Linked DNA regions of Mus musculus: regions 1, 3, 4 and 5 are each linked to region 2. The links are chromatin contacts, called in public promoter capture Hi-C maps. All regions are on one chromosome and are shown on one strand. The core of a region is the stretch at or near the end of the contact, and the rest is flanking DNA. Distances in the headings are between cores, read along the strand shown.

The links. Promoter capture Hi-C pulls out the DNA fragments that hold promoters and counts their contacts.
Region 1: a contact with region 2 is called in a promoter capture Hi-C map of pre-B cells, with 6 times the contacts expected there. The contact joins the promoter of Hikeshi here to the promoter of 4632427E13Rik in region 2. A contact is called at or near these places in 4 of 39 promoter capture datasets (cranial neural crest, embryonic stem cells, liver and 1 more), 1 of 115 datasets of contacts at active chromatin or transcription factors (astrocytes) and 2 of 9 other capture datasets (adipose tissue and liver).
Region 3: a contact with region 2 is called in a promoter capture Hi-C map of liver, with 2.6 times the contacts expected there. The contact joins the promoter of Ccdc89 here to the promoter of 4632427E13Rik in region 2. A contact is called at or near these places in 5 of 39 promoter capture datasets (the 3T3-L1 cell line, cranial neural crest, hippocampal neurons and 1 more), 1 of 484 Hi-C or Micro-C datasets (B cells) and 1 of 9 other capture datasets (macrophages).
Region 4: a promoter capture Hi-C map of embryonic stem cells shows a contact between it and region 2, with 4 times the contacts expected there. The contact joins the promoter of 2310010J17Rik here to the promoter of 4632427E13Rik in region 2. A contact is called at or near these places in 3 of 39 promoter capture datasets (embryonic stem cells, liver and pre-B cells) and 2 of 115 datasets of contacts at active chromatin or transcription factors (astrocytes and embryonic forebrain).
Region 5: a promoter capture Hi-C map of embryonic stem cells shows a contact between it and region 2, with 3 times the contacts expected there. The contact joins the promoter of Eed here to the promoter of 4632427E13Rik in region 2. A contact is called at or near these places in 5 of 39 promoter capture datasets (cranial neural crest, embryonic stem cells, liver and 1 more), 1 of 484 Hi-C or Micro-C datasets (B cells), 2 of 115 datasets of contacts at active chromatin or transcription factors (astrocytes and large pre-B cells) and 1 of 9 other capture datasets (liver).

Annotation. Positions count from the first base shown.
Region 1 is chr7:89,937,474-89,943,584 of GRCm38.p6, reverse strand. Hikeshi (heat shock protein nuclear import factor) reads left to right here and starts at 2,381. Exons shown (of 5, transcript NM_026304.3): 1 at 2,381-2,616. The coding sequence starts at 2,587.
Region 2 is chr7:92,738,649-92,744,935 of GRCm38.p6, reverse strand. It overlaps 4632427E13Rik (RIKEN cDNA 4632427E13 gene), which reads left to right and starts at 3,477. Exons shown (of 2, transcript NR_015510.1): 1 at 3,477-3,874; 2 at 3,960-4,230. It overlaps Rab30 (RAB30, member RAS oncogene family), which reads right to left and starts at 3,222. Exons shown (of 5, transcript NM_029494.2): 1 at 3,094-3,222.
Region 3 is chr7:90,424,640-90,430,501 of GRCm38.p6, reverse strand. It overlaps Ccdc89 (coiled-coil domain containing 89), which reads right to left and starts at 4,190. Exons shown (of 1, transcript NM_027298.1): 1 at 1,838-4,190. The coding sequence starts at 3,918. The coding sequence ends at 2,806.
Region 4 is chr7:90,128,633-90,134,807 of GRCm38.p6, reverse strand. It overlaps 2310010J17Rik (RIKEN cDNA 2310010J17 gene), which reads left to right and starts at 4,872. Exons shown (of 3, transcript NR_046007.1): 1 at 4,872-4,936. Picalm (phosphatidylinositol binding clathrin assembly protein) reads right to left here and starts at 4,595. Exons shown (of 20, transcript NM_001360867.1): 1 at 4,106-4,595. The coding sequence starts at 4,235.
Region 5 is chr7:89,979,657-89,985,668 of GRCm38.p6, reverse strand. Eed (embryonic ectoderm development) reads left to right here and starts at 4,693. Exons shown (of 12, transcript NM_021876.3): 1 at 4,693-5,257. The coding sequence starts at 5,144. RefSeq lists cis regulatory regions at 4,216-4,223, 4,419-4,426, an enhancer at 4,398-4,434 and a promoter at 3,095-4,857.

The sequences.
Region 1 (6,111 bases), core at 1,132-3,631, 2.8 Mb after region 2:
AGCTAGAGATCATTACAAAGTTTCTAAGCTAGCCAGCTCTCAAGCTACTAATAAGATTGTCTTATAAGGAAAGGAGCAACAATCAAATGCACATCACAGACAAATGAAAACGTTGCCTAAGAACATATAAGTTGAATAGTATGAGTTGCTCCTAAAGTCAGAACATGCACAGAACCCAAGGTGGGAAGTTATACAGGAAACCCTGCAAAGTGAATCACTGACACTGAGCGGGAGTCTACCCACTATTTAGTATTTCACAGGTAAGAACCATCAAAGCGACCCTATTAGGTAAATCCTGATAATATTCCATTTTAAAAATGGTGAAAGCCGGGCATGGTGGCGCACGCCTTTAATCCCAGCACTTGGGAGGCAGAGGCAGGCGGATTTCTGAGTTCGAGGCCAGCCTGATCTACAAAGTGAGCTCCAGGACAGCCAGGGCTACACAGAGAAACCCTGTCTCGAAAAAAAAAAAAAAAAAAAAAAAAAACCAAAAAAAAAAAAATGGTGAAAAAGAGACAAGAGAATGTTAGGTTAGCCAGTGTATCATGCAGCTGGTAAATGCCTGAAGTGAACAGAAGCAATCTGACGGCCAGTGGTCTTACTACGTACATCCTTTCTAGTCTAAGTTCAGGAGGCAGAGGCAGGCGGATTTCGAGGCCAGCCTGGTCTACAGAGTGAGTTCCAGGACAGCCAGGGCTACACAGAGAAACCCTGTCTCGAAAAACCAAAAAAAAAAAAAAAGAAGAAGACTTGCACTGTTTGCACTGGGGAAGAGAGACCTGTTATGGCTGGTGGTCCATGCTCAGATAGATCAAGCTTCGAAAAGACTGTGTTCTTTCCTCATGCAAAAGGCACAGGGATTAAAGCTGAAAAAGGGAGAATGAGTGCGGTGGCGGTGGCGGTCGATCCTTGGTGCTACTTCCTTTAGATAATGTTTTGTGTTTCCAATGAGCCTTTTCTGGAAATGCATCCAGAACTCAAAGGACAAGTCAGTCAGTTATGGGGCTGTGTGTGTGTGTAATGCCAGCCCTCGGGAGGTGGAGGAGAAGGATCAGGAATCCAGTATTATCCTCGACTACACAGCACGGTCCAGGCTAGTCTAAATTATGCAAAACCTTGTCTATTTAAAAAACAAACAAACAGAGAGACAAATAAATGAATAAAAACAAACAAACAAACACCAATCCCAAAAGATGAGCAGCAGTGTCACACACTTTTTTATTTTTTGGCTTTTTGAGACAGGGTTTCTCCGTGTAGCCTTGGCTGTCCTGGAACTCACTTTGTAGACCAGGCTGGCCTCGAACTCAGAAATCTGCCTGCCTCTGCCTCCCATGTGTGGGATTAAAGGTGTGCGCCACCACGCCCAGCTAGTATCAGATACTTTTAATTGTAGCATTTAGCAGGTAGAGGGAAGCAGATCTGAGTTTGATGCCAGTCTGGTCTAGAGTGAGTTCCAGAACAGCTCAGGCTACATCGAGAAACCCTGTCTTGGAAAACAACTCCCCAAAGTGAGAAAACTTAGATTATTATTTTTTTTAAAAGGCATTTTTACAACAAAACTCCCTAAGCAGCACCAGACCCTATTCTTAGTGGCAGTTATCAATTAATTCATCATTTAATCCTTCCAGCAACCCAATAGGTCTATTTGTCTCAGTTTGCAGATGATTGACTGATGAAGCTGTTATATAGCTTGCCTACAGTTGTACAGCACATTAGTTGGGGCGGGGAGGAAGCACAAGTGAAGCACTACAAGAAATATAAGCAAGAACACAACTACGTGTTAAAACTAGTATTTAGTGGGGAAAAGGACTTCTGGACCTCTATAGCTTTAGTGGTCCACGCCTATAATTCCAGCAATTGGAGGCTGAGAAAGGAGTGCACAAGTTCGAGGTCTACCTGGGCTAGGTAATAAGACACTGCCATAAAAATGAGATAAAAATATATTAACATTTTTGATATAATGTTTGTCAGGAAGAATGCAGTAAGTTGGTTGCAACTTGAATTTACGCTCCAAAAATCAATTTTTCAAGCTTCCGGGCAGGTTATGCCGAACCAATTGCCCTCCGTATAAAACGGAGATAATATTTATCCCATTAAGCTTTTGAAAGGAGAGGCTGGGTGAAACGATTCTGGCAAAGGCGTATTGTTACTCCTAAAATGTTACACAACCGCCAGAAAGGTCTTCTCCCAGCACCACCTTTAGAAACTTTGACTCACACAGGCACGGAAATCATGTACTATCAGTAGTAACTTTCAAATTCTCCCGGCTCGCCCTCTGGGAGGCTGGCGCACTGCACTATGGGATTTGTAGTCTTAGCGCGATACCAGCTCCTCCTTACTACCTTAGAAGGAGGAAATGGGTGTAATGACCCGGAAGTACTCGTTCCGGAGAGGCGTGCAAGTTAGGAAGGAAGGGTCAGAGGTCGCCGGCCCAGATGCGTTCCTGTGTTGTTATGTAGTGGAGGGTCACGTTCCTTCCTGCAAATTCTGGAAGGTTCTTGAGTTCAATTAGGACAGTGGCTGCGGAATTCCTGGTGTCCGGCCTGAGGTGCCCGCTGGCCTAGCAGAGGCGCCGAGGGCGCTGCCATGTTTGGCTGCCTGGTGGCGGGGAGGCTGGTGAGGATGGCCCGGGCGGTGGCAGGAAGGGGTCGGTGACTGAGAGCTGGGTGGTGGCACGGTGCACGGCGCTTGGAACGCGGGGAAACCTGGTCATTGTGCTTTTTTTCCTGGGCGTGTGCGACGGACGGGCAATGGGACGCTGGCCCCACTCTTAGCTGTGTTTGCGAGGCTGTCAGGATGTGACTGCATTTTGTTGAGTGCGGATTTTGTTCCACCTGCTGGGTTGAGTGCTGTAGTTACTTGTTAATTTCAGCCTTCTGTACGGCATTTCGCCGTAACCGTGGTAACTCGTGAGCTAGTCTTTCTCTCTTTGCTGTTCAGGAACGTACACTCAGTAGATAGTGTAGTAATTACTCTTGTAAATTGATAATGCTACTTAGAAGTAAAGCTGAGATTTGTAATCTAAAGCTAAGTGGTTTTCGGAAAAATTCAATTTTCCGGACAATGAAGGTGTTTTGTTTTGTTTTTCCTTTTTGGTGTCTTTGGAAGGCCCCCCCCCCCCTTTCAGAAGTTTACCGACCCAGTTTAAAATACAATAATTGCAAGTTGCTTAATAGAAATGACTGAAATTTAGGTGTGAGCCGTACCTGTGATAACTAAAGGATTCGAGTACAATGCTTTCTTTTTGGTCAGAGAGATGCCCTTGCTTAGCCAGAGCCTTAGAATGAAATGAAATGAAATGAGTGCGGGAGTGGTTGAGGAGTAACCAGAGTGAATCTTGTTTGCTCTTTAGAAACCAGCGATGTATCCGTCTTGAGACGTGACTCCTTTCTCTTTAGAGCTATTCTTGTTTTGTTTCTCCTTGTTTTGTTAAATACTGCAACCTCTTTGTTAAATTGTGCCTCACGTGTGGTAAGCGAGAGCTCCACGCCTCCGTTTTCACCAGCTTTTGATAATGTATTCTATACACGCTGCTCTTAAGAAAAACACGTGGTTCCAAGAAACCATGGACTTCTGTCTGCAGTGAATGGGAGGCTCCTGTGGAGGTGAGGTAGTGCTAACCCTGGTCAATAGCTTTTGGAATGTCCCAGTAGGAGCTCTGGGGTTTGGAAGATGAAAGAAACAATTTGAGAAGAACGTGTTCCTCAGATGTCTGCCATTAATAAAGCCCAGCTTCGTGTCTTACACCTGTATTTCCAGCTCTTCAGAAGGCTGAGGGAGGAGACCCACAGTTGCAAGGCTAGACCCTGGCTCTAAAACAGTGGTGGGGTAGTTCAGTAGTTAAAACACTTTTTTCCTGTCTTTTTTGAGACCGGTCCTTCTCTCTGTACGCCTGGCTGGCTGTCCTAGGACTCTGCAGACCAGGATGGCCTTGAACTCAGAGATCCAAGTGCTGGGTTAAAGGTGTGTGCCAGCACAGCCAGCTCAGAATTATTGTAAGCCCAAAATGTGGCCTCAAACCCCATTACCACAGAACGAAACAAACCAATGAAACCCTATGTAGAGTCTGTGTTATGTTGTGAGCTAATCTGGAAGGGAATTTCCGGCTATATGCTTTATTTGCCCAACATTAAATTTATATGATAAATATCCAGTGGATATTTCTTTAAGACAAGATTTTTTTGGGGGCTTGGAATTGTATATCATTAGACATAAATGAAAATGAAGGACAAATAGAACTACTAGCATCTCAGAACTTAACTCCATTCTTTTGCTAGAAAAACCACCTATTGAAACTTACAAACCTAATTTTCATTCTTTGAGTCTTTTCTTTTTCCTTTTATTTCTATAAGACAGGATTTCTCTGTGTAGTTCCAGGTGTCCTGGAAGTTTGCTCTATAGAACGGGCTAGCCTCAAACTCAGATCTGTCTACCTCTGCCTCCCCAGTGCTGGAGGATTAAAAGCCTTCGTCACCACAACCTTAGGTTTTTTTTATAACATTTATTTATTTGATATATTTAAGTACACTGTAGCTGTCTTCAGACACACCAAAAGAGGGCATCAGATTCCATTACAGATGGTTTGTAAGCCACCATGTAGTTGCTGGGAATTGAACCCAGGACCTTTGGAAGAGCAGTCGGTGCTCTTAACTAGCCCTAGGTTTTTTTGTTTTCTTCTTAAGGAAAAAGAACTCAAAGAAAGGAAAGATTCTCCTACCCCCATTTTTTGTTTAATTAAAGTCAAGGATTAGACTGTGTAGTTGGATATGGTGACACACAGCTGTAATTCTAGTACTTGGGAGGTGGAGACAGGAATTTGAGGTTGGTCTTGATTGACTATGTAGATCACTCAAGGCCAACTTGGGCTACCTGCATAAGATCCTGTCTTTTAAAGGGGATTGGAATGTGGTACACATTTACAGAATGTCTCTTGCCTGTGCAATAAAAGTTGAAACAAATACTTATTTTGCCTTATGGTTATTTCCATGTCTGTGAATACTATAGCTTCTCACACCTTCCAAGAAATATAGGTGCTAAAACTTGGCGAAATTGAATTTAGCACTATAGGAAATTTTGGATTATATTTTTGCTTTTTTTTTTTTATGGTGGAAAATTTTAAGTTGGGTCAGTAAATTTCCTAAAAGGGAATCAGAACTTGACCTTAAACACCCAGTCCTAGTCAAGTCAGTTACTTGTACCTGTAAATCTGACACCTGTGAAGAGAGGCAGAGAAGTAGGAGTTGAAGGTCATTCAGGAGGCAGCGCCAGGCCTGGTCCACAGAGAGTTCTAGCTAGGACAGTCAAAGCTACCTAGAGAAACCCTGAGTCAAAATAGAAATCAACTAATTAAATGTTTAGTCTTCAGAGTAATTGTAGTGATGTAGAGTTGTTGTTTTGATGAATAGCAATTACAGTTTAAAGAAATACAGAAACCTAGAATAAAAAAACCAAGCAAACATATAAGCTAAAATGTAGACAGCTTGTTTACCTGAGTTCTCTCAGAATTGCTATCTTTTTAATGATGCATATTGATTCAGCAATATCAGTACATAATAAAGACAGAACTTAATGTACTGGAACCAGCAGCCTTAACCTCACCACACAGGAGAATCTCATGGTGGCTTCCAACTTGCTGTGTAAGCCAGGGTTGGCCATGATGGTCTGATTTTCCTGTCTCTTTTTCCAGGATGTATGTGCCACCATACCTGGTTTACCACCAACCCTACCCTCCCCCCCCCCCCCCCCACCCCAAGCTGAGGCCTGAACCTAGGGCCTTGCTCTTGTTAGGCAAGTACTCTACCACTGAGGTAAATCTCTACCCCCTACCAATTCTTAGGCTTCCCCAAAGTAAAGTTTTCTTTAGTTTGAAGACTCAGTGGTCAATGCTAATCTTTGCAACTAGAAAAGAATTAGGTTCCTGAGGATTCAGCATTTTTTATACTTTTAATTTTTTTAGTTTTAATTATGTTATTTACATTCCAACTGCAGTTTCCCCTCTTCTCCTCCAAATCCTCACCCGCACCTACTTTCCCTCTTCTTAGCATTTTTTTTTTTTTTTTTTTGGTTTTTCAAGACAAGGTTTCTCTGTGTAGCCCTGGCTGTCCTGGAACT
Region 2 (6,287 bases), core at 2,228-4,727:
GTAATTCCACATGTGATATTCATCTAGCTAATTAAAGTACTTCCTAAGTTGCCATTACCTGAGGACAAAGACCTAAATCACCTTGTCATTCAAAATAGCCCAGGCTCCAGCCTCTCATACCTCTTCCAGCTCCGTCTCCTCCTCACCACTCCTCTCGGTACTCCAAATGTGCAGTTCCTTCTGCCTACAAACCCTAATTGCCGTACTCAAAGCAACTCTGACCACTCAAGTCCCTTCAAATGCCACTTCCTAAAGGAAACCTTCCCTGGTTACACCAGAAAAGGGAACAGTCATATTGGGCACTTTCATCCCATCTTGCAAACCCCCGGGAAGAAGCATGCAAGACACTTGGAATACCTCAATGCAGGGGGAACATTTCTCTTCCTTGATGCACCACAGAGCTTATCACACAATACCTGCTCAACTGACATATTTGCTGTTGGAGTAAGTTTCAGGCTTTACCATGGAGGATTGTAGCAAAAAGCCAAGGAAACCAAGAAGCAAAGGTTGGTGTCCCTTTGTAGACACCCCGAGTGTCCCTTTGTAGATAGACAAACTGAGGCAGAAAGAAACTTGCAGCTCTTGAAAGTCATAAGGACAGCAGTGACATCTAATCTTCATCTCATTCCTCCTCCCACTGAACCACCCCCACCCCCAGGAAGCAAGGGAGTATTGCAGGAAAGAGGGATTAGTACAGCAAGGTAGTACAAAAGAAGTCTCACCACCGGTCACCCAGGCAGACTTCAAATGGACAATGGCCTTTAAATTCCTGGTTAAGAAAAAAGAAGATATAGCTGCCACCACACCCATGTCTTGGGGAGAGCAGCATAGAACAACAAACTTCTTTCTTCCACAGAGAAGACAAAATGGCAAGGATTCTAACTACCTTCAAAATAAAACGCAGTTTGCCTGCCTGTACTGCTGTTACTCAGCATCAGGTTCAGGGGATCCACTGTTTTCCCACCACTCCCTGGAACAGGGAAGAAACACAAATACTACATGAAGCAGAAGCTACTCAAGACTACTTTGGGAATGACAAGAGCATTTTGTGTAAAGCATTTTGGCTGAACCATGGGACTGAGCAGTGCCATGGAAAGGAAGAGTCCCAGGCCTGCATGTCATTGTCCACATGCTCCCGGGCCCAGGTTATGTCTGCCATGGAAAGCACAATCCCAGCCCTGGGTGGGGGCTCGCTGGTGTCACCCTACCAAGCACAGATTCCAAGGGGGGGGGGGGGTAAAAATACCAGTACCTCTTCAAAGAGGACTCTGAGTAAAGATTCACACATAGCCTACATCCTCTAACTCCAGGGTTCCTTCCAGGACGGCAGGATGAAGGTGTGGAGGGCGGTGTGCAGAGACTGGAAAGTGACTTAGAAAAAGAGATGTGATACTCTCCTGCCACAGGGGAAATCCTCAAAGAGAAAGGGCAGTATTTACTACAAATAGACTAGGGGGAGGGGAAACGGAATCTGAAGAGATGAGAATTGGGTAGGGAAAGAAAGAAGGGCACAGAAGAGAAGGGCAGAGTGCTATTACAGAGCTGTAGGAAGAAGCAAATACAGCGTGCTGGTTTTCCCCCAAATCTAACCACTACCCGCTGCGCTCCCAATAAATCCCTCCACTTACAAAGCTGTCCTTTGCATTCGGTAACATGAAGCATTTAACAAAGTGTCACCCAGCAGCTCCAACTTTGGAGACCTGAGCATCTCAATTAAAAATGAATAAAATTGGTTCCCAGAAGCGAAAGACAGACAGTAAATGACTTTTCCTCTAAAGCTGGCAGAGGCTGTGAAAAAAGCTTTAGCCTTTTGGAGTTAAGCAAATACTCTGGCGGTTCTCCTTCTTTTGACATTCCTAAAGGGGGTGTGGTTGACCCAAAGTCCATTCATTTCCAAGGTTGTATATCTCTCAGCTAAGACTGGCCCCATCTGTTCCGGAGCCAGCCAGCTGTTTATCTCAAAGGAACATATTTATTGCAGCGTTCATCCCTGTAACTCTTAAGAGGAGAGCCAGCATCATACAAGTCAGAATGTTGCCTGCCTTATTAAACGTGTCAGTTCGTTGGAAAACAAAATTCAAACAAACAGCACACTACCACGCTCCCTAGTTTCCCAGGTCAGGTTCTCTGTCCTTGGATACCTTTCATTAAAGTCCAGTAACGGGGTGACACAACATTCAACTTTTCCTTCCCCTAAAGTGTTAAAAAGAAAAAGAACAAGAAAGCACCCAGGTTCCTAATCGATTCCGTCTGCAAACCGTTATTTCTGAGTGGAGACTAAGCCTCAGAAACGGCAGCTTGTTACAGTACCATTGTCAGTGGCAAGAGCCTATCGCGATGTAATTTAAAACACTCACACAAGCACAAATTCTACTTCCAAACCATCCCGAATCCCGCAGTCGGGAGAACACAAAAAAATGAAAACGCTTAACAAAAATGCAGCTTCTAGCAGCCGAAGAGATCCTTCCCTAGACACGTGAAATATTTCTGACTGGCACGGAGTGCACCATTAAAGGACACTGTCACCTCAAATCAGCAGGAAAAGGCGAGACAAACGACACAAACATACAAACATAAAATAAAGCCCTACGAAACTTAAGCGACTCAAGAGAAACCTGCTCATCTTAAAAATAGTGTGTGCTAGTCCAAGCGACACAAATGTTCTCAAGAAGTACGGCCACATTAAATTACTGTCTCCATTTCTCCCCACACATCACCCTTTCCCACTCAAACCTCAGCACTGGGGTCGTGGAATGACAGGACTGCAGTCCCCCACCTTTGCCCTCCTCGTGTTTTCCAAGTGCACTTCCCAACATCCTTCCCAGCCCAGCCCCCTCTCCTAGCCTTAAAAAGGTTAAAGGGAGTTGAAGCAAGGAAATTGGCAGGCACCAGTCCTCTGGCGGGGGCAGGTTGCAGGAGTTGTTCTTTGCAGTGACCCAAATTGCACAGAGCTATTTAGCTCTTAGCAGCGCCGGTGAGAACCTCCCGAATCCATACCCCCATTCCCGGCCCCATCTTCTCAAAAGAAAGCCTTGAGAACTAAGCGGGAGGGATAACTTGGGAAAACGATTTGAATAAATCACTTCAACTCACCTGGTTTGGGATTTTTCTCCCCACCCCAGGCATAAAAAGAAATGATATACGAATGAGTCACGCACGCAAGAGAAGGTGCTGCGGTGTCCTAAGTCCAAGGACTGGAGTCAGTCCCTGCCCTGGTCCTGCTGCTACTCAGGGCTCAGCTGGAGCGAGCGGCAATAGCGAGCCCAGCAGCAGCAGCGGGGGGGCGGGGGGTGGATAGACCGTAGCACAATGAATGCAGTAGGGTTTTGCAATGACATCATCCCTCTGTCCGAGCGGCCCCAATAGCCATGCTCCAGAGCTGTGCACTCTGGGATCTGTAGTCCTTTGAAGTCCGGGAGCGACGTAGAGGCTACAGCTGGAACTACAATACCCAGGATGCTCTGGTCAGAGCGCCCAGAGAAGAACTGGACCGGCCGCCATGTTGGAGCCCTGGAGCTGCGGCGAGCCGAGGTTTCGAGGGGCTCGTGGAGCCGAAAGGTGGCATGGTGAGAATGGTGAGGCTAGGATGTAGAACTTGATAGCCTCGCGCACCGGCTAGGACTGAACGGAGGCTACACTGGGGACCTTCAGGGCTGTCGAGCCAGAAATGCCATCGCGAGTCGGAGTGAACCGCAACCCGCTGGGGTTGCACAAGGCCTCGCCACCCCGGGACACAGGGAGTCGCTTTACTGAGCGTGGAGAAACCCTTAGACTTCCTGGGGAGACTCTCTGGGCAAAATGTGTCTTTGTTGTGGTGTGGGGACTCGGGACGACGGGCCTCGCGCCTGTAAGACGAAAAGCTCGCGTGCACCCTGTGAGTGGAGCTAAACCTAGGTTATTTTTATTTATTTATTTTTTGCCTTGTCATTTTTCTTAATCCCTCATGATCATTTCCTCAGGTGTCAGACCCCTGCTCCCACCACTGAATTTTCGTTCGGTCGTGAATTGCAAAGGGCCTCAAAGAAATCCTTTGCTAGATAATGTGATCGCGAAGGGTTGTGGAGCTTGGCCCTGAAACTGACAAAGGAAGGATCTACCAAAAGAAGTTAGCACCTAACCTTTCTTACCCCACCAGCGAACGTAAACGACATTGAAAAGGGACTGCAAGTGAGCAGTCTTTCTCGACTAACGCTAAATGAACTGTGCTAAAATACTGCGTATATTCGAAGTTGATAACTGTGGAAAACTTCCCTTTTCTTTTGTTACCTATATTGTGCAAAATAATGTGTTTTGTTGTGACATCTTCGTGCAGATAACGTTAGTTAACACATCATCCCCTTCCCTTAACCACTTGGTACCCTTACCGATGAAAATACATTCAGAATACTTAAAGAACTTTTGAGCCTATTTGCTCAGCATCTCAACACCTTTTCTCCAGTAACTCAAACAGTACTGTGTGTTTGTTTTTCAGGTTCTGAAGTTCACTATAGAAAGATGCCAAAAGACCTACTGAGGGTCTCTGAAAAGTTAAAAATGCTGATATGCGTAATTTGAGTGTTTTATTTTTCCCCTCCTGAGCTTTTCGAAGGAGATGGCTAGCTCGGTGGTGAGGATTCCCACAGCACAGTCAAGACCCTGGATTGTATCCCTAGCACTGGTCTGTTTGCATCAGTGAAAATATATACGGTGCCTCTGTTAGAAATTAATAAAGTTCCAGTAGGTCTTCCTTTCAAAAAGCTAGGCAGGCTGCTTTTTAAATTTCCAAAACACAACAGGAACCTTCAAAGATATATGGAGATGATGGTACTTAAAAAGGACGTTTTTTCAAAGATTGGCTTGTGGTGTGAGAAGCAGCCACAGAAGTGGCAGATGCCATTCTTGTGGATTCAGCAACGTGAAGCCTCAGAAATACTACGCTCTTCTGCTTGTAATGTTGGTAAGTACCAGAAGGAACCAATAGCTACCATTTTCTTTCTGTCCTTTGATGGAAATGTAGAAATGGTTCAAGCTAATGAATCTTTGTTTATATGAGCAGTAACCTTCGTTTGAGTTATGTGGAAGACTGATTTATTGAAAGAAAATAACAGGATGGGTGAAAATAGTGTGGAAAATGGGGGTGATATAATGTAATGGCTTCTATAATTTGTACGTGATTGAGTACTTTGAAGTATTTTAGCCTTCTCTATAGTGGGTAGTCAACCATAAATGCATGGAAAAAATATCAGTGTCTTTAGAAAGACTAAAAATTAAGTCTCAACTTTCACAGGAAAAAAATTCCATATTTAGAAAGTTAAGGGAAAACATTTTACCAGAAAAAAAAAAAAGTATCTTTAAGACCTCCTCTTTGATTATGGTAAATACCATACTCCCCATTTCTTCAAGTTGGCACAGATAGGCACACCATTAGATTTGCCAAATATGGTTTGGGGAGTTTTTAGGGGTTTTTGTCCCCCTCGGAGCAAATCTTTACTTCATTTTGGATAATAAAAAAACTAAAATTTTTCGTAGTTTAGGCGTTCTTTCACGTAGATTTTTGCTGCTGGATTTCCTGCATGGCTTAAGGTAAATGGAACAACTGTCTCTCAAAATTTGAAATCTAAATGACATCAGATTTATATTAATTAATGGCCATCTAGAAAAGCAAGCTTTATCTTACCATCTTATTTCTCAGATTTTAGCAGGCTCGGATAATTAAAGGGCACTAGAAAACATGTCTTTGCAAGGATATATGCTGATAAACTATATGTGTTAATGAATATAGCCATTTCCAGAAATTTAGGTATGCAGAGATGCTCAACTGTAACCATTTATGTAAGTAGGTATACATTCATAGTCTTTAAGAATTTTTGATGATGCTGTGTGTGTGTATATGGTCTTGTTATAAACTGTAATCCTGAGTTGTATCTCTTTTTTTATACGCAGCTTTATTGAAATGAAATTCACATATGCCCTTCACCTACATAAAGGGTGCAGTCCAATGGGTTTTAGTTTGCTCAGAGTTTGGGCAATCAACACAATTATACAAAAAACAAACAAACAACAACAAAAAAATGCAAAACCATGCTTGTAAGTATAAGGAAATAATTGGGGAAGGATTTTTGCCTTCTAAAGTGGTAATACAAAGCTTATTGTGGGTAATATCTTAGAGTACTTCAATTACAGTTGCAATACTGTAAGTAAATAGCATGTTCCTTGTATGTACTAAGTGGCCTTTACTGGAAACATACTATTTTGTAACATAGGTTACTGGCAATTACGTGTCACAGCACTGTCACAGCTGAGAATTC
Region 3 (5,862 bases), core at 2,941-5,440, 2.3 Mb after region 2:
ACATTCATCCCCCTTCATTCTAGATCTTCCCAGGACATAGTGCGAATTAGCCTCATCCCCATCACAGTGGTACAACCTGATTCATCTGAATTCATCATGGCAAACATGCCCTCTGAAAACACTTGGCTGAAGTAGTTCTAGATGGCCTGGTTTGGGACAATGGATGCTGGAAGACACGCCAACTGGTTGGGTAGGGTAGGTATTAGGGAGAGAAGAGTTACAGTCTTTTTTCCTTGTGCCCTAATGGTTAGATCTTAAAGGTCTGCTCAGTCACGTAGTGGGGAAGGTAGATTCACTTGGTCAGGGCCTTGACCCAGCCACTCCACAGGTGTCTTGGTGAGAGAGGGCTTGGTAGAACAATAGGCACTGGTGCCGGGGCTCTTTCTAAGACTTTTTCCCTAAACCTCAATAGACTGGAGCTGTGGAGCCGTAGGGTTCCCGCCCATCCTTTCCTAAGAACTAACCTGAATTCAGTTCACTCACTGAACCAGGGGCAGTGCTCTGAAAACATAGCAGTTCATCAGGGCTTCTCTTTGCCAAATCTTACCCGTCTTTAGAACTTAGACTCATCCTTCAGGGCACACCGAGGACTTACGGTTTTGTACTTTTCCAAGACATCATGCTTAGCTCGGCATCGCAGCAGGCAAGGTGTTTTATTTAAGCTTAGCCTCTCTATTCTGTTGACTTTTATATTAGGGTGACGGCTTGAAATCATTGAAAAAAGTTAGGTCTGCTTTAGAAGAGAGTTTGGTTGTTTTGCTTTGAAAGTTTCCCCTTTAACGATAACGGTTTAGAATAAGCCAACTTACATGTTGTCAAGTTGTTCCAATGATAAATATTACTTTATAGAGGCAAGTACTTTAGTAGCAACCCTGGTTGCTTATTCTTGAATGGTCAGAGATTAAATACAAAGGGCTGTAGCACACAAGGAATAACACTCCCCACCCCACCCCACCCCCGCATGGGTGTGTTTCTGTTTCAAAGGTAGTTTATATACTTGGAGGAAGCATGGAATTTAGAGCCAGAAAGCAGACTTGCTTACTTAGTTGGCAGTGTCATGCACAAGAATAAAAGTATGATGCCCATTGTTAAAACTCTGATTTTGTAACAGTGATGAAGATTAAAGCAAGTCAAGGAGTCCCCTGGCATCCTGCCTAAGAGCCTTCAGTTTGCATCTCCCTCAGCCTCTCTGGGTCTTCATGGCTCTAGTTAAGCCACCCTCTTAGAGTCTCACTGTCTCATCTATAAAATAGTGACAACGCATCCTCTCTTTGAATGTGAAAAGTGTTAGACTCGGTGGTGGGTGGACAGAGGACCCAGTGGCTAAGAGCACTTACTGCTCTTGCTAAGAACCCTGGCTCAGTTCATGGCAGCTCACAACCATCTATGGCTCTAGTTCCAGAGAATCTGACACCATCTTCTGAGCTCCTAGAATACATACATGATGAGTACATACATGCAGGCAAAGCACCCACACACAAAAAATCTAAATCATTAAAGAAAAAAAATACTTGAAAGCAACAATCACATTCTCTATGCGTCCTTCTTCATTTATATCATGACATTGTCTAGGAAATAAGTTCAAAGGCAACCTGGGCTGTGTATGTTTCTCTCTCACACACAAAACAAGCAAGCAAACAGACGCACAACTAACAAGAACAGGCAAAGAAAGCCCCCAAGTAATAGTTCTTTTAAGTAAATCAAACTTGCTATGTAACTTTTGATGTTCCTGGCACCAAGTGAATGAGAAAATTGCTATGCTATAATCTATCTTATAGGTATTCATAATTGCATATAACAATGACTAAATATAGGAGAAATAAGAAAATAAATTATATTCTAGGAATTAACTTGATAACTTTACTTCCTTAGGAACTTTACATTAATCTACATTTAACTCTGTTAAATAGCTACTTTTACAAAACTGAATTATTCCTACAAAGAATGCCATAAGTACACATATACGCATTCAGCTTGGACTTTTAAAACACAAAATTACACAAAATGTATTGACAGAAACAGAAAACAATTTATGAGCTGCTACCAAAATCTGCTATGACTAGTTACCTTAAATTGAGGTAATTTTTTTGCCTATTAGCATATTGTAAAATAGTCTCAATAGAGAATGTCTAAATCCTCTCAGTTATTAAGGAGAAAAACCAAGAAAGTGGAAGTAAGATAGACTTGCAGAAAATATTAGAATTGGTTGATGTAACGAACTTGAATCTTAATGCTCAATAGAATGAATGTATCAGAGCTAGCTTTTACACTTTGGCACACAAGTGAATGATCAAACTTTTGCTTTGCCAAGCTAATACAAAATCAGATCCAATTAGAGCCTTTTTGCTGAGAAGTTTTTGTCCTACCATGCTGACTTCTGTTTGTTTATACGCCCACCTACAGTGTTGTAAGCCTATTGTTCTGCAATGGCTAATGGGGCTGTGTCTTCCCTTTTTTCCCCCACGATAGCATGTTTATTTTAGGATCCATTAAATCATACATCTTTTCAAGCTATCTATAGGAAGATGTCTGAGGCTGAGAATGAGTGAGTTATGAGGTAGAAGATACGGATAATCTTAAGAAACCTTTGAAGGTACAGCGGGGAACACTGGTTAATCTTAAATGTGTTCTAGTGGGTGTAACTGAAAATTAACATTAACTTTGCAACAGTAACAACAACAACGTCATAGTAAAGTAGTTTTTGTACTTAAAAGTATAGTAAATGAATTATCTTTGCTTTTGCCATAAATCTAAGGCACATGGACTTGAAATATTGACTGGAGACCACAGGAAGCACAATTTCTCTTATGGAAAGAGATGGCGGAGTTTGGCATTAAGCTCTCTCTCTTTGCTTAAGAGATCCAGGCTGTGCTTTTTGAAGGCTTCTGATTGCAGACGCAGCTCATCATAAGCTTTCTGGATCCCATCTACCCTGCGCTGAAGCTCGCGAACTCTCAGGTTGCTATCAACGGCCACTGCCTCTTGCTCAAAGCGTTCCAGCGCATGCTTCTTAGCCATGGCTGCTGTCTCCAACTTCTCCTCAAGCTGGCGGATCTCAGCCTGTTTGTTCTGAAGCACCTTGCCTCTCTCCATGGACAGCTGCAGCAGCTCCTCTTTCTCTCGCAGGACAGTCTGCAGCCTGGCCTGCAGCTCCTGGTTCAGGTTGAGATTAGCCTCTTGCTCCTTTCCCATCTGTTCCGTGGCCTGCTGGTGTTGCTGTTTGATGCTCTGCAGCTGGCTGCGCAGCTCCTCGGTCTCCTTGGCATGGTCACAGGCTTGCTGGTTCTGCAGGCCCAGCAGCTCCTCCTCTCGGGCCTGAGCCTGGCTAGCTTCGTGAGCGCATCTCTGTTTCAAGACCTCCAGTTCCTCCACCAGGGCCTTGTTGAGTGTAGTGAGCTCCAGTACCTTAGCCTCCTGGTCTTTCAGAGCCTGGCTGAAGAGGCTGTTGTTTTCCTGCCTCAGCCTCGCATTCTCCTCTTTCAGCTTGACGTTTTCACTCTTGTGCGCATCCTTGAAGCGAATCATCTGCTCGTGGTTGGATGCCAGGATCATGAAGTGATTCTCCAGCTTTTGGATGTGCTCACTCTGGGCCTTCAACTTCTCCATCTCCTGCAGCCTCTTCTCCTCCAGCTCCGAGTTGAGCAGTTCTAAGATCTGGCAGCGTTCCAGGGCCTCGTCGGATCTGCGTTTCAGGATGCAGATGAGCTGGGATTGCTCTTGGATGCGGGAGCGAAGCATTGCCTTCTCGCCCTTCTCCTCCTCAGACAGTCCCCTAAGGTTGGCCAAAGCTTCTCTCAGACCGTCCATTTCCTTAAACCCCAATTCCTCATCCTGGTTTTGCAGGTTTTCGTTTTGTTTTCCTAAGATCTCGTCGGGGGGTGGGGTATCCATCCTAAGAGTCTTCTCCTCCTGCGGCATAGACGCGCTCTGCGGGAGAACTGACTTCAGTCTTTCCCCCTTCTGATTTCAAAGGGGCGTTGCTATGGACGCTTGGCACTCTCCAGCGGTTGGTTTTTCCAGTAAGGAGTCCTATAATTGGTGGACAGGCCTGCAGAACGCAGTGAGGTAATAGGGGGAGTTCAGGGCCAATCTGGTCAGGCTACGCATGTCGTTTAAACCAATCACAGTTCTTAGTTCACTGCCACTGTCCCGCCTGTGCCGCAAAGACATAAGCCTTCCACAAAGTCAGCTTCCTATTCTCTACAAATCCTGATTTCTCATAAGAGTAAACAAAGTAAGCTTACAGTGACTTACTCTGCTCTTTATTCTGAAAAGAAACTGCTGTCTATAGAAACAATTCGCCATGGGTGCACACAAAGGAGAGTCTGGACCCAAGTCTTAGCTCAGCTGCTATAAATGAAATTTCTTTTGTTTCCCTTAACTCTAACCTTATCTTTGGGAGTGGACACCTTTAGTTAGACACTCAATCCTCCTGTTTATCTATTGGGAAAATAAATGGACAGACAGAAACGCAATGAACAATACAGATGCAATCAAATCAGAAACAAAAACCAAAAACCAAACCAAAACAACAACACACCCCATGATGGTTGATTACACTTGTGCCTTGCACACTGGAAACATGGAGATACAAGTCTGTTTGACAAGACGCCAAGAGTGATAGTCGAGTGTGTATAAAAGTGTCAGATAAGATTGACATATTAATAAAAACCTTAGAAGCATTAATAGAGCACCATGTTGAAAGAGAAATAAATAAATACATTTTAAAAACGAGACAGAAACAGCTGAGCAATGAATCTCAAGAATGATCCAACAAATGCAAGCAAAAATTAGATGGTATTTCATCCACCAAAGTCAGTAAAAATAAATGGATATAATTCTCATTAATTATGATTTCCCTTTAAACATGATAATGCTCAATTAGCTGTTTCTTTTGGATATTTAGATTCCAAGCTTCTTAATTATTATGAGGTAGATGGCAGAAGCTTTGCACAAGGTTCTTCTTCCTCCTCCTCCTCCTCCTCCTCCTCCTCCTCCTCCTCCTCCTCCTCCCCCTCCTCCTCTTCCTCCTCCTTCTTCTTCAGATTATTTCAAACAAACAGCTCCCCACAAGGACAGTTACTGGCTCTCAATACAGTTAAAGCACTTTTAGTTAGCATAGACACTCTTAACTGACTTTCATCCAGAATATAAAGAGCAAATGACCAGAAAATTTGAATGTGTCTCTTCTTGTTTTACATATAGTGAACATTGTATTTGTTGATTACCTTATATGGTTATGTGATATAACAAACTGAAATTATAAAATATATTTTCTAAGAACAGGAAAAACTCTCAAAATATTAACATCAGTTGTTTCTCCGGGTTGGAATAACTGTCTCCCTCCCTCCCTACCTACCTAAGGCCCACACACATAACAGATATTCAGAGATCTTTATTGAATAGTTTTTCCACATTTAAAAATGTATTTTGTTAAGTACAAATTAACTTCTGTAACATCAAAATCGATAGATTTTTTTTCTAAATTAAAGCAAAGAACTTCAAAAGATTTATTGAGGGTGCAGGAGGAGGAATACTAACACATAGGATGTTTGAAAAAGTTTGAGTAAACCTATTTTATAATCTTTTAAAATATAAATATTAGAATACACACACACACACACACACACACACACACAAACACACATATATATTTCTCCCTAGAAGCCATAGATCATGAAACAAAGAGCTAAGCATCAGGAACAAGACATTTGCCTTAAAGCTATTGATCAAAAAATCCAGAGACTCCTAAAACGACCCAGGCTATCTTCATTCTTCTTAGTTGCCCACCAAGACTTGATAAGACCCTGTTATTGGAGATACCACATGCTTTTGTCACAGAATATGGAAAATGAAACTGAT
Region 4 (6,175 bases), core at 3,623-6,122, 2.6 Mb after region 2:
GTCAATATCAAAGTAAACACTTTTAAACTACAGCAAAACACTGGGCCTGGTGCCACAGGCCTATGGTCATAATACACAGAAAGCTAAGGCAGAATCAAGTTCAAGGTCTTGATACAGAGAAAATTCAAGACCATCCTGTCTCAAGAAAAAAAAGAAAGAAAGAAAAGAGCTGAGTATATAACTCAGTGGTAGAACATTTGCCCAGCATGTATAAGGCCCTAGACTCGATCCCTTTTATTGTAAATTAAATCAATTTTGATAACTAAAATTTTTACAAAGTATTTTCAGATATCAATGTATTTCATGAAAATGTTCTGCAAGCAGTCATGGAGGTACATGCTTGTCATCAATCCCATCTCAGGCAAGACTGTGGGTTCAAGGCCAACACAGGATACATAGTTTTCCAGGCCAACCTAAGCGTTCAAAACATGAGAAAATAGCCTAGTCACCATGAAGTGTTTCATTTCTCACCTTTAAACTAAAAGATGCTTTCCAAAATTATCCACATAAGAGAGATATACAGCAAACTTAAGAAAACATGATTGACCAACTATGTTTTTTGTTTTGTCTTGTTTTGTTGGTTTTTCAAGACAGGATTTCTCTGTATAGCCCTGGCTGTCCTGGAACTCACTCTGTAGACCAGGCTGGCCTTGAACTCAGAAATCCGCCTGCCTCTGCCTCCAGAGTGCTGGGATTAAAGGCGTGCCCAGCGTGACCAACTGTGTTATTAAAGCACTCCTTAAATATAATCACTTTTTAAAAAGCGTTTTAGAATTCATTTGGTTAACTACAAACAGAACAGCTCGCTACAAAGGATGAATGTCAGCTCTCTTCTTTTAATACAGGTAGTACAGTTGGCCCTCTGTTTACATGGGTCCCACAACATCAGATCAAAAACATCTCAATTACTCATTTTATTGTCATTGTTCCCTGGACAATACACTACAACTGTTTACAGAGCATTTACATCATACAGGTATAAAGTAATGTGGAAATGCTTTTAAGATATATGGGAGGGTGTGTAGATTGTGTGCTAACACTATACACTTTATACAAAGGATCTGAACAGCTATGGATCTGGGTGGGAAGATAGCTGTATCTGAAATTTTAAGGGTTGTGCTCTTCTATCTTGATTATAAATGGCCATTAGAAGCCTGAATTTAAATGAAAATCTGTCAAGTTTAACAGTAGGAACATTAAAATACTGTTACGCATTAATACTTATAAGCAAAAAGTCTTCAGTAAGCATTAAATGTAATATGAATTGACTCAAAATTTATGGACAATAATCACTTCCTAATATGGAAAAATCTTGTCAGAAGTACACAAAAGCCACTTCCACATGCTAAAGGATTGATGAGAGAGACAAATTACTAGGCATATTTTTGTTAAATGCTACCATTTTAAAGATGAAATTGTTTCTTACTCAGTTCAAAGAAGGAGACGTTAGTAGTTGAAGATATTAAAAGGCATAAGAAAACTAACTTTCAAAACTAAGAAAAATTCTTAAAGAGCCAAAAATTATTCAAAGGAGCAAAAATTACTTGAAATGATGCATTTCTCTATTACATATAGCCTGAGATTAACACCAAAACTTGTCTCTAGGTAACTTTTCAAAACATGCTGAAGTGTGAAGGGAGGGTTGGAACCCATTCATCAATGAGATTTTTCTAAAGTATTAGAGAAAAACAGCTTACAATAGAAGAAAAATAGTATCATTGTTCGTTTAAAAACCTCATTAAGAAAAAGACAAGAGGCACCTTATTTTTAATATTAAAAAACATATTAAACATATATTAAAAAACATTACCAAGTATACTCAAGCTCTACAAGTATGGGAGTTTGTAGACAGCAGAGAAAAAGTTAGGTTATCCTTAAATACCAACTAGTTCCAATCTATAATATTGACAAAGGTCACTAACTAGATAAAAACCACCTTTGCTTCTAACCTAAAAAAGGGAAAAAAGGAAGAAAAAAAAAAAAAGAACCAACAACCTATCTTCTACGTTCTCCCCCATTCTAGCAACACTTCTCGATAAGCATTGCTGCAGCTGGAGAAGCCCTTATAAAGAACATTTCAATGCTGTTTCTGCTGCGATTTACCACTTTGAGTTAAAGAACATTTCACAGATTACCAAGTATCTTCCGCCCCCTTCACACCAACAAAAACAAATGAAAACCCACAAACAGCACTGACACAAAAACAGTAGAGTAGGGTTTTGTACCACAGAACCAACCCAGCATTGTGGAGGGCTGAGGAAGAACTATGGTCTCTGTCCCAAGTTCAAGGCCAGCTTGGGCTACACAGACAAATTTGACACAAGTCTGGAATCGGAACCATGGAAAAAAGAATCCCATGGGTAGTCTTTCAAAAGAATGTAAACAAAAGCATCTCTCCAAGTATATATTTTTCAAAACCCATTTATAATTTATTCACAATCCCCTACAGAATGTTTATAGTGGAGTCACCATTTAAATATCCCTTCCACTTTCCTACATCGGGTCAGTTAAAAAGCAGCCTGTCTAAGTACCACAGCCAACCAAAGGATGGCTTCTATGAAACGTCCACAGCCAGGGAACAAATCGCAACGAATAATGGGTTTTGTCTGTGGCAACAACTTGTTCTAACAGCACTTCATGACCAGTGGGTCTTAGAATTCACACCGCCGTATTTTTTTTTTCTTCAAGTGCAAACCTCACAGCCAAAGTCCAAGTGAGAAACAAGATTCCTTACAGCGAATTCCCTTTCAGGACAAGCTCGCTCTTGCTTCACAGGGCAAAGCAACTTTCATGTATGATGAAAGTCAGTTTGGCTAATGTGTCCGGGAGTCATTTAAAAAGAGAATTTACTATCCTTGCTATATCCCTATTTTTTCCTGAAACATTCCACTGACTCAAGGACTGAGTGATCCACTGAGCTTTGTACCCTAGGGCAAAGGAGCAACAAGAAAAAGGAGGTGGTTTTACAGGTGGCTCCTAGGTTAGAAAGCAACTGGGAGGAGTCCGCTCTATTAACTGTACCTAAGTTTATGCTGGAGTTACATTATGCCGCTTAAGCAAGATAGTTATCCAAAATACAGCTAGCATAAATTAAAACGTTTCCAAACCTGATTATTTGTACTTAAATATATTGATCCATTTCGAACCGCTACACATCACACTCAAGCTTCTAAATTCAAACCACCAATGTTAACAGTTCCAGGAACTGATACCAAAACCAGCAAAGCCCTTATCCATATCCTCATATGGATTACAAAAGGGGGGGGGGGGTAGAACATGCACAACACACAACTTCAAAACTCAGACAATATAATGATGGCAAATAAAAATAGTAACTTCCCACAAAGCCTTCCCCACACCACACTGAATCCCTTTGTTTCTACTCCCCACAAGCGTAAATGGAATAAAAGCCGAGTAACTGGGCATAGTATTGAAAGAAGGAGGTGACAAGAAGTCAAAGGAACTTAACGGAAGCTAGAATGGCAAAGATGACCGAAAAGGTAGATAGAAAGGTAGAAAAGGAAACCACAAAGAAATGGGAGGAGGGGAAAAACACTTCAAGAGCTGAGAAGTGACAGAAATCTGGTCCCACCAAGCAGAGTTAGTACGGAAATACGAAAAAAAAAAAAAAAAAAAAAAAGAAAGGAAAGGGAATTTTAAAAAGCTAATGGAACAATGGGGCGGTGAGCCTGAGTCCTGGAGACATTAGCCGGGGAATCACTGAGCGGACGGCTGCTAGGAGGTACGGGACGGGTGGGATGGAAGGGCAAAAGGGGCTGCAGTAGCTGGGAGAGGAGTCTGAGTGAGGAGCTGGGTGGGAGGCAAGTTGGTGGAGCGCGATGGGCTTGGTGGTGCCGGGGGCTAGGAGGCGAGGGTCTCAGGGGATCTCTGGGGGCGCAATGGATTGTCACATTTTTTTTCTCTCTTTTGAGAGAAGAGCAGAGGCCGTTAAAGGCAGGTGTGATGGGAGCAGAAAAGAACACACAGCTCGACCAGGCACAGGAGCCATCGTGCAGATAAGACGCAGGGAGGGAAGAGGCAGCCCAAGAGAGAGAGGAGGACGATGGAGAGGGGTCGGGAGAGGATGCGGGGGGTCTTCACTCACAGTCCAGGTGCTTTTTCTTGGGGCCCATGATCTCGTGGGTCGTGGCCTTGCATACTGTCTTAGATACCGCGGAGCCAGTGACACTGTGCTGGGCCGCGGTGATTCGGTCCGTCAGGCTCTGGCCAGACATCTCTGCGGCTCGTCCGCCACCCCTTCCGCTCCGCAGCCGGCGGGGCCTGGGACCCCCAAGCGCCCGAGGGTCCCCACCCCCCACCGCACCCCCTACCCCCACCGGCTCCCCGCCCGCCTGCCGGCCTGGGGCGGGGCTCAGGGCCGCGCGCCGCCACCCGCTCCGAGAGCCCCGGCTCGCGTGTTCCCCCGGCGGGCTCCCACACCAAGTCGGGGCCACTCCCGGGTCCCGCGCCTCAGCCTCGGCCCACCCCTTCCCTGGTCAGCTGGAGCCCGACCGGGTAAGAGGGCCAGGCAGCTGCAGGAAAATGGCGGCGCCAGGCTCCTCCTCGGAGCTTTCCGGGCTGCCCCTAGGTCACGTGACTCGGGTTCCGCCCCCTGCTCGCTTCCTCCCGCCCCTTCTCCCTTCCCTTTCCTCTCCGGCGCGCCCCCCTCCCTCGCTCCGGCGAGGGAAGAGCGGGGCGGCGCCCGCGCGCTACGTGGTGGAACCCGCCCGGCGGGCGCAACAGGAGGCCCGCCCGCGGGGGACGGCGCGGCCCGCCGCGTCACGTGACGCGCCCTGCCAACAGGTCGCCCGAGGCAGGGCCCCGCGTGTCGTAGGGGGGCGGGGGGGAGGGGCGGCCCGCTGCGCCCCTCTTTCACCCCGGAGGCGAGGACGCCCGCCCTCGTGTCAGAGGCTGACGCCGTGGGCTTGACAAAGAGGTGAGGCAGCTGCTGCCTGTGCGTAGTTTTCACCCCGAACTGGAGGTGCCTGGGCTCCGGGGCTTCGCCTCGCTCAATTTGGCGCCGACCCCACGGCCCTCCTCCTGCCTTAAAGAAAACGGCTCCAGCCAGTCTCTTTCTGAGCCTACACACAGGCCTCTTCAAATGCACCCCGCTCTCCCTTTTAGTAACAGGGCTTTGGGGCTTTTTTTTTTTTTTTCACCCCCTCGTCTTCTTTGAGAGTGTTGGAAACGTCACCTAGTTTTGTTTATCTCGACTTACTAAGAGTCGCCACGTTCCTGCCAGTCTAAATTTAGATAGAAGCCAGCCCGGTATTCATTCTCTGCGGTGTCAAATACGACAGGAAACACATAGCTTCAGTGGAATTTGAAAAGGGAAGTAGTAGGGTGATGTCAACAGTGATTAACTTGACCCTACAAGGCTGACAACCAGCGAGATTAAAGGTCCACACCATAGAAGGAAGTGAGACAGCTCGGTAAAAGGAGAAGTCCCATTCAGAGTCAGACATCAGTACCTGCGATCTCCCCTGGTTTAGCCTTTCTTCCCTTTGGCCTCTTTTCTCCTCTTGTGTGAGCCAGATTTCCATGGAAAGATATTGACTCTGCCCTGTAGGCATTTTAGACCAGTATTACATCCCGAGACTTAGATCTATGAAATCCAGAAGATCTATGAACAAAGCCTTTTTAAATGTTACTAGTGCTCCACATTTAACTCAAGAGTTAGGGATAAATTTTAAATTCTCTGTGAATGTTAAGTTACCATCATGGTTCTATGTAATCTTGCTAGTTTCAAATGAGATTCGAGCGTACTCAAAATCTGTGTACACCATCTGCCAACCAAATCTAGAATATTGCGCTTAAATCTGTTAACTCTCAACGGATGAAAAGCTAATAGATGTTTAAAATTGTGTGTGGTATGAGGAATTCTGTGGTCTCTTCACATTCCCTTTCTATCTCACACGCCATTCTGAAGCACGGTGATTTTGGCAAGAACTCACAATTCTTATTAAGGCTGCAGGTTTCATTCTTGTCACACCAGCTTGAGAATTCACAAAACTGTAAAACTCCCTTTGGTGCATCTGCATTCCATTTGTAATTTGGTACCCTGTGTTTATCAGGCAGTGGAATGACCGGGAATTTTTGTTTGGTTGGTTTTTGTCTGTGGTGTGTACTCATGTATGCATGTTCACGTGACCCACATGTGTGTGCAAGTTTTAAT
Region 5 (6,012 bases), core at 3,444-5,943, 2.8 Mb after region 2:
TTATTTTCTATTGCTAGAATACTAACCTATGACTAAAAGCACCATGAGGAGGAAAGGGTTAATTAGTTTAAATGTTACAGTCCGTCATTAGGGGATGCCAAGGTTGAACCCAAGCAAGGTCTGTGAAAGAAAGTTTCTTACTAACTTGCTCAGCTTGCTTGGTTATACACCCCAGGGCCATCTGCCCAGGGATAGCACCACCCACAACAGGCTGGGCCTTCCCACATCATTCGTTAATTTTAAAAATGCCCTACTGGCATGCCTATAGGCCATTCTGGTGGGGGCATTTTCTCAACTGAGATTCTCAGTCTAAGATATCTCAGTTGACCAAAAACGAAAACAAAACAAAACAAAATCAAAGGGAAAAACAAAGCAACAAAGACTACATTGTGTCAGCAGAGAGCCTTTCAGCAGTAACTGCAGATTTTGGATTTTTCAGTTTCCATAATTGTATGATTCAATTCTTTAAAAACTATGTATGCATACGTGTGAATACACATATAATTCATACATGTCTTATGTGTCTGTATACATAAATACATAGTACATATGTCCATGTATAAATGCTAGTCTTCTTCTATGGGGACACTAATATACATCTCTGTTGTTTGGCATAAGATACGGATAAATGAGGGGAAGAAACCTTACCTCTACTATTTTCCCTGATGTGGTCAGTCGTGTTGTCATTTAGTGTGGACCCTCAAGTTCATGAACTTTGGAGCATTTTACCCAGCATGCTCTCTCTTGCACTTTTAATTTGTGCATTTGGAGGAGCACACTGTATTTCTCACTCACACTTTGAAACAGTCCCTGGATAGAGTGTAGTCTCTCCTCCCTAGCCCCTCTTCTCTTCCAGGTTTCCAAAATGCCTTTCCAGGCTAGAACCCAGGTTGTGGTCTGCTGGCCTGACACAATAGAGGAGGGGGGAGGGAGAGGGAAGAGGGAGGAGGAGGGAGGAGGAGGGGGTAGGAGGGAGGAGGAGGGGGTAGGAGGGAGGAGGAGGGAGGAAGAGGGGGGAGGGAGTGGGGAGGGAGGAGGGAGGAGACTCAGGAAACTCAGGAAACTTGTACAAATGTACAAGGTTCTTCTCTGCCTTAGAGAAACAGTAAACCACTACTGGAGAAGAGGGGAGTCATGGCTTGAGGGACCTCAGATTGTTTTGCAAAATCTATGTAATTTAATCTATGTAATTACCCTTTCACTCCAAAAACTTCCCTGGTGCCTGCCTACTCCAACAAAGACAGCAGTATCTGATCCAGTAGGACAAATCAGACATAATAGAACGACATGGACTCAGGTGGAAAAAGGAGAACCAAGCTTTACAAAGAAATGGAATCCCAGGTGTGCACTGGTTGGGCCAGTGTAAAGTTCCAGCTAACGGCGGTCGCCACCTGTTAGCTGCTGACTGTTAGGGAACAGTGGTCTTCTCATGGCCGATTAACAAACTTTGCAGTAGTGTAAAGATTCAAAGTCTTTTTTTTTTTTAATATTTTAGTTTTTAGAGTTTCTCTGTATAGAACTCACTCTATAGACCAGACTGGCCTTGAACGCACAGTTCACCTCCAGGAAAGATCAAAGGCTTAAAACAATAATATCAAAATTCTTGCACATCCAACATCAAGTCCTAAACACTTTTTTTAGAACCTGGCATTTATTTGAAATATTCTAGGTCCTAAGATAAAGACCTTTGTTTAATTTAGTAGTAATTGTAGTCTTCAAGAAATTAAGCACACATAGACCAGAAAGGACTTTCTCTCAAAAAAGCAATGTATTTAACTTCTTAAAATCAACATTAGGCATAGAGGTGGTTTTATTTTTCAGTGAATAAAAGAGAACTTGGCTATCTAAAGCAAATTATTATAAGTGCTTTTGAAGTTAAGACAACTTTTTCTCTTATCTAATACATGCTTATTACCAGAAAGACAGAGAAGCCGAAAGACAGCCAGCCATGATGGGCATATGGCTCTGTGATGCAGCACCTGCCTGGTGTGTGTAAGAGACTCTGGGTAAGATCTCCAGCCAGGGAGGAGTGGATGAGAAGAGAAGATGAACATATTGGTAGCTTAGTGGGGAGCCATATGGTACTGAGAAAGGGGCAGGCCCCAGAATTAAGCTGTGTGGATTCAGGCCTTGCCATTCCACACGCTAAAGCAGCTTGATGTCTTAGCTTCAGCTTTCTTATCTATAAGTGAAATGATAGTATAAAAAATGAAAGATTAAATTAGATAAATTGTGTAACGGACCTTCAGTGAATGTGACCTCTGGACTCAACTTTCTGGGCCCTTTTAGTCCTAGCATCTTCAAACAGGGATTGTGCTGGTTTTGATACAGTTGAAAGGAACACCTTCCATCTCAAAGTCACCGTGGACAAAAATGTGTTTTCCTTCTTCTTCTTCTTCTTCTTCTTCTTCTTCTTCTTCTTCTTCTTCTTCTTCTTTTTTTCTTACTGCATAGGAGGAGATTTCTGATAAAATCTTATTCATAGAGTTCACCCTGGTGATGTGGGCACAGGTGAGCTGGTGGGCTGATCAACTCAGCTACCTCCCAGGCCCAGATCCAGGACTTTGAATTGGCCCACCCCAATGTCTAGCCCAACTATGATTGGCTGGAATGCATGAAAGGGCTGGTCCTACAGATCCAAAGCTGAGGATCTCCAAGGCAACAACAGGATATCAGAGAGGAGCATCCAGTATTGATAGTGTAGCAGAAGCCAGAAGACTTCTCATTGCAACGGACACCTGCAAGATGTGTGGACAAGGGTATACTGTGTGACACCCTGTGACACACTACAGCTTCCACGATGAGAGGTGTTTTGGGTTTTTTTTTTTATTCTATCTTATTTTCTTTTGGGGAGGAGGTTGCAAGGGTGGAGGGCAGATACAAAGATGAATGGGACTGGAGTGCATGGTGTAAAATTCACAAAGAATCAATAAAAAGTTGATTTAAAATCTTAATCATAAAATTAATAATTGTAAAGCAAAGTAAACCTTTGTTTCAAATTTCAAAGTTTTATCTCCCAGCAACTTTTCCAGAAAAGATAAACATTTAAACTTTTTCACCTAAATTGTCTCATTTAGCTTACATAAACTTCCTCTGAAAGACTAAGACACTGGAGGGCGAAAGGAAAATACTTTTTATTATTAAGTGGGTGCCCAGCAAATGTCTTGTCTGTTTCTACCTCTTCATTTCACAAATGACAAATGACAATATAGAAACAATTCTGTCCTATAATTTCTACCTCTTCATTTCACAAATGACAAATGACAATATAGAAACAATTCTGTCCTATAATTGAGGAGAGGAAGTTCTTCATTCAGACATTCCCATGGCTTAACAATACACCCACCAAATCCACAAGGCTCACAAATTTATTATTTGTCTGTCAAGATTGTACCTGAGGGGACAAGTGAGCTGGCTCAGTGGTTAAGGCTGGCTACAGGCTGGCTACAGGCTGGCTACAGACTGGCTACAGGCTGGCTCGCAAACGTTAGTGACTCCAGTCCCAGGGATCCAACATCCTCTGACTTTGTGTACCAGTACAGACATGTGGGGCACAGACATACACACACTCATACACACATTTTTTTTAATCTAAAAATGAAAAATTAAAGAGTTTTTAATGATACGGGCAAATTTAGTTACCTTTCCCTATATTAAAAAATTGCCTTTTACCTAAGTCTCACAAACTCATGCAGTTGCTCACAGTGACTTATAGGTCTTGTCAGTTTCCTAGAGCCTCAGCTTTCAACAGCTAAAACGAACACTTAAGACTATGAATTATGACAATTCAGAACCATGTAATTTTTATTTATTTATTTTTGGAAAGAGGGTCTATAACGAAGCCCAGGCTGTCCTGGAACTCCTCGTGTAGACCAAACCAGTGTGTAGCTCTAACACACTGCAATCGACCTGCCTCTGACACCCTAGTGCTGGAATAAAAGGCATGCCCCCATACTCTGTCCGATCCATACAATTAAAAAAATTTTTTTTCAAACAGGTTTTTAGTAAATAGCCTTGATTGGCTCGGAACTTGCTATGTCGACCAGGATGATCTAAAGATTGAGGCGAGCAGGCAGTACTTCCGTTGTTGCCCTTCCGATGTTGGATTACTAGAATGTATCATGCATCACAAGGTATTTTTACTTAAGTCTAAATATGTAATTTAAAATACAGGCTTACTTAAGCCAATAGTGGCACCAACCGGTTGAATATAACCAATCATTGTAATAAGTATTTATTAGATAAAATATCTGCCCAGAACGGAGGCGTGTCCGTAGGCACTGATTTGGTACCGTTTTGAAATCCTCCCCGAAGCTTCAGAAACCGGTGGAAAGACTACCTGGTTCAGCAGACAGAACCGAGGGGAGGAGGGGCCAGGAGGCGGCCTGTCGTCTCCGTAACCCAGCGCGAGAATACGCCTCAGCGCATGCGCACCTGCAGGTGGGACCCGTCCATGTGCCCGATGGGGGAGGCGAGCAGGGAACAGCCTATAGATTTTGAATCTCTCCCTTCAAAAAAAGAATCTAGGCTGTGAGAAGTTCCGTAAACACTAACTCGAAGTTGTTCTCCCGAGCTCCGCATCAGGGACCGTAGACACAGACCCCCTAAAACAAGAGGTGACTTCTCTTTCCTCCCCCCTCCCTCGGGAGCAGTGGTGGGCCGATCCAGGCCACAGACTTTCGTTCGTTTGCAGCGGGTCGGAGATCGAAGGATTGAGCCAATTGCGGATGAAACGTCTTGGCCAGGAAGGGGGTGAGGGAGCAGCCCTTTGAGTTCCGCCTCGTCTCTAGGCGCTGGTGGGGAAGGGGGACGTAGGAAACCCCTGCCCTCTGAGCCAGCAGATCCGACGCCTCGGTGCAAAGTGTCGAGAGGGCGGCGGGAAAACCGCCCGCCCGGACCAAGGGACGGGAAGCAGCCGGGAAGCCGTGCGGGAGGGCGCGCGCGTGCGCGCCCCTTTTTCAGCAGTGTGGCGGGGTCGCACGCACGCCCGCCTCGGCGGCTGGGCGCGATTTGCGACAGTGGGGGGGGCGGCGGCGGTGGCGGCGCCGGCAGCTTTGCGGCAGGCTCGGGCCGGGCGTGCTTGACGGCGGTGTGGCGGAGGCCCCGCCCGAGGCGGCAAGAACCTGGAGGGAGGCGGAGGAACATGTCCGAGAGGGAAGTGTCGACTGCGCCGGCGGGAACAGACATGCCCGCGGCCAAGAAGCAGAAGTTGAGCAGCGACGAGAACAGCAACCCGGACCTCTCGGGAGACGAAAATGTGAGTGCAGCCCCGCCTGTCCCGGGACTGTGGAGTAGAAGTTTCAGGTTCTTTGGTAACTGCGGTCGGGGCCGGCGGGCGGGCGGCCGTGGGGGGAGGGAAAGGTGTCACCCGCGCTCAGGAGAACGCAGGCGTGCGGGGAAGTCCGGTTTGGCTGGGGCTTTCGAGCTGGGACTGCGGCAGATAGCAAGCAGAAAGTTGTCGAGGAGCGGATTAAAGGTCCCAAAGGGTCTGCGAGGTCCGCTCAGATCGTCCCTGCGTGGGAGACGGAGTTTGTGCCTTTGGGGGCTTGACGCTGATTGCGAATCTGAGATTGTACTTACTGGTTTAAAAGGCATGCTCGAGGTAAGAGGTTCAGTTTTCCCCAGGAAAGTTGGTACGAAGGGTCCTCGTAAGGATCCGAGGGGCTGTGTCACTGTAGAGCACTACGGGATCTTCAGGATGGAAAGTATAGATCTCTGGCTTGGGTTTACGTGACCGTGCGGTTATGTATGCCCCTTTCCATGGAAGTGCGGTGTGCCTTCGTGTCGACTTTTTTGTGGAAGGAGTAGAATCGAGAAGATCGTAGAGGGGGAGCCACCTTTGATTAAGGCAAAGGAGGGAACAGTTTGAAAGTTTTTGCTTAATGTAAAGGGATTGGAAGATTTCAGGCCACCGTGGTAAATTCTGTACTTGAGCCAAGTGTGAAGATTAAGGGAAGTCGGTGCTTAGAGAAATGCCGCCCCGTAAAAAAAAAAAAAAAAAAAAAAAAAAAA